Linked DNA regions of Mus musculus: region 1 is linked to region 2. A link is a contact called in public HiChIP or PLAC-seq data. All regions are on one chromosome and are shown on one strand. Each heading gives the region's core, a stretch centred on a gene start, on an enhancer-like site or on the middle of the called end of the contact. The rest is flanking DNA. Distances are from core to core; before and after follow the strand shown. Region 1 overlaps Prr5 (proline rich 5 (renal)). Region 2 overlaps Parvb (parvin, beta).

The links. HiChIP or PLAC-seq counts read pairs in DNA pulled down with a chosen protein or histone mark.
Region 1: a contact with region 2 is called in an H3K27ac HiChIP or PLAC-seq map of large pre-B cells, with 2.4 times the contacts expected there. The contact joins two enhancer-like sites. A contact is called at or near these places in 1 of 15 datasets of contacts at CTCF or cohesin (large pre-B cells), 3 of 115 datasets of contacts at active chromatin or transcription factors (astrocytes, large pre-B cells and pancreatic cancer cells) and 1 of 9 other capture datasets (embryonic stem cells).

The regions. Positions count from the first base shown.
Region 1 is chr15:84,684,380-84,687,079 of GRCm38.p6, forward strand. All of the region lies in intron 1 of Prr5 (proline rich 5 (renal)), which reads left to right. Among named protein-coding and RNA genes, the nearest start is that of Prr5, 4.7 kb to the left of the region's middle. Within about 2 kb of position 1,327, at least 56 of the 459 cell types and tissues checked have an H3K27ac peak or open chromatin away from gene starts, as enhancers often do.
Region 2 is chr15:84,297,372-84,300,071 of GRCm38.p6, forward strand. It overlaps Parvb (parvin, beta), which reads left to right. Exons shown (of 13, transcript NM_133167.3): 8 at 595-614. Among named protein-coding and RNA genes, the nearest start is that of Gm22890, 25 kb to the right of the region's middle. Within about 2 kb of position 1,395, at least 74 of the 459 cell types and tissues checked have an H3K27ac peak or open chromatin away from gene starts, as enhancers often do.

The DNA of each region.
Region 1 (2,700 bases), core at 77-2,576, 390 kb after region 2:
AAAGGAGCAGGGTCTAACCTGTGTATCCTGAAGGGTGGGGACAGGAGGACTGTCGGCCAGTGCCTCATTTCAGTTCTGGTCCTGCTGAATAGAAGACGTGACCCTTGACCTTTCTAAGCCTTAGTGTTTTCTTCTATAATTGGCGTCCCCACCACATACTGGTGTTACAGCACTGAAGAGACCACAGATAGTGGGTGGTCCATGGGTTGGGTGTAGCCCAGGTGTCCTGAGGCCCATTCCTGAAAGGCCCCCAGGAGGTGGGCACTGTGTACATTCAGCCCCTTGGGGTTAGCAGAACAGTGACCCCCAAAGTGTCCCTGCCCTAGTTCTCAGCCTGTGGTTGCGGGCTTTCATGTGGCTAGGAGACTTTGAAGATGCGGTTATATTACAGTTGCTGAGCTGAGGTGATGGTCTGGCCTGACTAGGTGGCTTTGTGTTGTCACGGAATCTGTGAAGGGTGGGACAAGTCAAAGAAGGAGCTGGCACCTAGTGTCCTGTCTTGCTGTTCTTAAAGACAAGGAAGGACCTGGAGCCGAGGGTCTCAGGTGCTTCAGGAAACTAGACAAGGTAGCACAGAGCCCCCAGAGCCACCCTAAGAGACAGCTATGCTGTACTGTGCTTTAGCCCAGTGTGGCTGAGTGACACATGTCAGAGCAGATTTGGCTTTTGTTAGACTTGTGGTTTTAGCAGTTGTGAGATATGCACCCCAGGCCCCTCTTCTTCCCTACTTGATCTCAAGGAACAACCTTTGTCCCTAAGTACTAAGAAGCAAGTCTGAGGTGCAGACATGGCTTCCTGTCATGTAGCTTCCAGGTACATTAAGGAAGCCGACCCCAAACCCCCAATCCCCAAACCCCCATTCCTGGCTATCTCTGTGTCCTCAGATGTCTCTAGGGGACTCCAGACCAAGCCGGAATCTAGGAAAGATGGTGTTCCCACCCCTCCCTACAGGAATCTCAAGACTTGGTGAAATTGTTCATCCTCAGTAGAACCAAGATTGGCCTTCAGGGACCTGCCCTTTCTCTCAGGAGCAGGCAGCCCCTCCTCTGGTAGCAGTCTGTCTCCGGCTGAGCTGCTGTTGGGCTTGGCTTCTGCTTCTCCCTGTGCCTACCCAATGAGGTCATTCGTGCTCCAGGGCCAGAACCTGGCCTGCCTGCACAGAGAGCCTTACTTTCTGGTAGATGCTAGAGGCCAGAGAGGGATGGGGCTTTACACCTGAGGATGCCCTCCCCTGGCCTCACCCGGAAGTCCCTCCACTTCCTGTGGTTTCTTGGGGACCATCTGCAGATGTCCTGACTGGGCTTGTCACACTGGCCTGGAGGCTGTGGCTGAGAAAGGCAGGGTTTCACTTCTGTGTTTCAGGATGACAGATCACATGGGGTCCTCTGGTCCCCTCCTCCCTCTCTCCAAGTAGCTGACAGGTTTTGATTTGTGTGTGTGTTGGGTGGTTGTTTGTTTGTTTGTTTGTTTGGGATTGCTTTTTTAATTGTTTTTTTTTTTTTAAGATTTATTTTATTTATGTTTGAATACACTGTAACTGTCTTCAGACGCACCAGAAGAGGGCATCAGATCTCATTACAGATGGTTGTGAGCCACCATGTGGTTGCTGGGAATTGAACTCAAGACCTTCGGAAGAGCAGCCAGTGCTCTTAACTGCTGAGCCATCTCTCCAGCCCTTGTTTTACGTTTTTTGGTTTTTGTTTTTTAATGGGATGAGGGGACTGTAAGCCAGTGCCTCATTTCAGTCCTGGTCCTGCTGAGTAGGTGTGTCTCTTGTCCTCCTCTCTAAGCCCTAGTGTCTTCTACAATGGAGGTCTGACTGTCCCCACCACGTGTTGGCCTTTAAAACACTGAGAGACTACATGGGTGGTCCACGGGTTGTGTGTGACCCAGGTGTCCCGTCCCTGAAACGCCCCTAGGAGGTGGGCACTGTTCATTCAGTTCAGGGGAACACCAGGGCCTGGAAGCTAGAGCAAGCATAAACCCAGGCCCGCCCTTCAGGCTGTCCATCAGGCTGGAGTCAGTGCAGGGCACAAGGGGTGGGTGAGAGGAGCCTCAACCTGGACTAGCCTAGGAGATGGTAAGGTGGCTATGTGGTGGTGGTGGGTGGGGCTTTGGGGCTGCTGGCTTGGCTATGGCGGCCTAGGGTAGTGCTGGAGGGGAGAGTAATTAAGTAGACACCTTCACGCCCAGTGTGATTCACACCATTGACAACCTGAGAGCCCAGCCTTGGATAGGAGGGGTTTCAGGCCACTACTACCATTGCACCCCAGACCACAGGGAGCCAGGGAGGTAGGGTCAGGGCGTCTCTCCAGAAGGTATAATGAAGAAGGACAAACAGAACCTTTACAACCAGCACTGCTCTGACTTTGGCCAGTCTGGACCTCCACCGTCTGCCCTGATGGAGTCCTCGACCTCCCAGGGCATGCTTAGCACCCCATACCCCCAGTCAATCTGTTTCTATGGATGAGGCTTTCCTGGCATGGTAGGAAAGTTCTCAGGTATTCACTGTGAGCCAAGTTTAAGAGAAGGACAAACTGGTCTGGTCTTCCCAAGGACAGCCAGCAGTGGAGAAAGGTTAGTCCAGGGATCACACTGACTAAGCATGCTCTGAGTTGATGTAGGCCGTATGGGCTGAGGGGAGTTGTGACCTGGAAGAAGTGACTGAGTAGATAGTAGAGGAGCAGGGGATAGCCATGC
Region 2 (2,700 bases), core at 145-2,644:
CGTTAAGCATTCAAATGGCTTTTCAAGCCGGAAGTTCCAGACTCCTTCCACATTAGCCCTCTATCTCAGTGGTTCTCAACCACACTAATGCCGAGACCCTTTAATACAGTTCCTCATGTTGTAGTGACCCCCCCAACCATAAAACTATTTTTCGTTGCTACTTCAAGATTGTAATTTTGCTACTATCATGAATCATAATATAAATGTCAGATGCAGGATATCTGATATGTGATCCTGGGGAAACGGTCATTTAATCCCCTAAAAGGATCTCAGCCCACAGGTTGAGCAACGCTGCTCTATCTGCTGGGCGTGGCTGCCAGAATCAACAGGCTCCCAGTTCCCACGATGCAAATGATGTCCTCTCTAAATGATACACCAGGGTGGTCACTGTGTTGGGAATGAGGGTAGTTTGCTGTCACTCTTGTGCTGATTAGTCGCCTGCACGTGTCCCTCACTTTTGTTAGGCTAGAGCAGGGTGTGTGTATGTGTATCCATTCCTATTGGGGGGTGGGGGGAAGGGGGCTGAGTGCTAGGGTCTGGTTGGCTCTGAGACTTGGTCTAAGTGTCCATCTGACCCTTTCTTCTTGTTCACAGGATCATGATGGGCCGGTTTGGTAAGTACCCTGGTTTGGGGTGGGACAAGGTGAGATCCCTGGGTATGCACCATCCAACACAGAAAGCTCTGCGGTTCTCAAGGTCATGCGTGTGATCTTGTGAACTTGGGCAGGAGGAGTGAGCTTGTAGGGACAGAGGGGCCAGCCTGGAGAACATCTCTAGCTTACCTGCAGGGGAGGGAGTGGGAGGGGAGAAAAGAAGGTAATTACTCTCTCACCTGACCCTGTCCCCTGGGCAAGAGAGGACAGACAAAGAGATCAAAAACCTACAGCTTTGTTTAAATTCTCAGAGGTGATTCTGGCTCCCTGCGCGGGCTGGGAGGGAGGCTGATGTGGGCAGAAGTTTAAAACAGAAGGAAGTGGAGAAGGCTGAGGAAAAATGGAAGCCAGATAGAAGCTCCCAGCTCATTTCCAGATACATGTCTGACCCTGGGGAATCCTTGGGGGCGGGGCCAGTGCCACCTCCAAAACCCAATGCCCTTCTCTGACCTGGAGGTTGTAAAGAAGGGCTGAAGGATGAGCATGCAGCATGCTGAAGGATGAGCATGCAGCATGCTGAAGGATGAGCATGCAGCATGCAGCACGCAGCAGTTCTGACAGTCAGGAAGGTCTTGAGTTTGAGAGAAAGCTGTGGCCATGTAGCCCCTGAGCCCTTCTGATGGACAGGTGTTATGCTTGCTGGGAAAGTTCCCAGGGGAAGTGGGGTGGCAAGCATGGGTCATGTGGGACCCCTGCTTGGGGTCCAGGTGCAGGCTAGTTTAGAGATATGTATAGTTTAGAGGCTCTGAACCCCTGGGGATCGCAGAGGCGGGAGGATGACGAATGGGGACCTGAGAGTGTGGCGTGGTAACTTATGAGTTTGGGTTGGCTCTGTTTCAGGTTCAGAGGATTTGAAAAGAGTTGGCTTGGCTGGGGGCGTGGGGAGAGGGAGGCAATCCTGGGCTCGGTTGGTATCTTGGGAGCCCTGACAGCTGGGAAGGACACCTGGTCAGGTACACAGGGTGTGTCTCCCAAGGGGAGAGCCAGGTGCACCAGAACTCAGTCACGGTGCTGGGGACATCTGAGGCCACAAGAAACCTCCTCTGAGGCTGTACTCACTTCACTTCTTGCAGGCTCTGGCGTAAGATGAAACAGGCTATTAGCTAGTGACAGGCAATTAGTTCCGCCCCCGCCTCGCACTTCTGCTGACGCAAGGAGGTCTCCTGGTTACGCGGCTGACAGCCTTGGTTTTGGTGCAGTGAGCCCCTGGGCTCCCAGGCATCCTCTTGGGGGAGCAGCAGATGGCTATCCCAGGATTTCTGGTCACTTCTGACCTCACTGCCCCGCCAGGGTCTGGTCACACTGGTTCCCACCCAGCATCTACTTTCTGGCTTCAGCACAAGCTTTGCTGAGGAAGGTCAAAGCATCCCTTGTCACGTCTGTTTCCTGTCCACAGTCCAGGATGCTCCAGACATCACATCCCCTGTGGCCTTGATCTCTCACCTCCTGAGTGTCCAGGTCTAACCCTGCCCCCCCTCCACCCCCACTTCCACTACTCTCGGCCTAAGACACCCTCCTGCTAAATTACCCAGGGTTCCCTCCTGCATTGGCTCAACTGTCACTCACCAGGGATCCCCAGTCACAAACCAGCATGCACCCGCCCTACTACCCTCTGGTTGTCTTCGTTATGTCTAGAACCATCTGACAAACCTGGAGCCAGCCCTGCTCCCAGGAGCCTCAGGGTTTGTGTGTGTGCTCCCCTTGACCCGGAACACTGGTGCAAGTGCTATGCTTGTAGGCACACCCATGCCTTTTCCTTTGTTCAGGGATCTCCAAGTATCCTGGAGGCAGCCGCTCACCCCAAGCCTGTATGATCTCAGCAGCCCTCCCTGCACCACTGTCAGGCGTGAGGAGGTTCCAAGACCTGAGCAGGCTGAGTCTCCTAGGCTGAGTCTTGCTTGAACCCGTTCCCTCAGCCTCCTTGGCCTTCGAGTGCTGTGCAAAGGTGGAGCGTCTCCTCTCTGGTCACTCTTCCCTAAGGCCAGCAGGTTGAGGGGTGGGTACCCAGCCTCTTCCCACCAGCGTCTTGTCCTGCCTGAAGTATAAG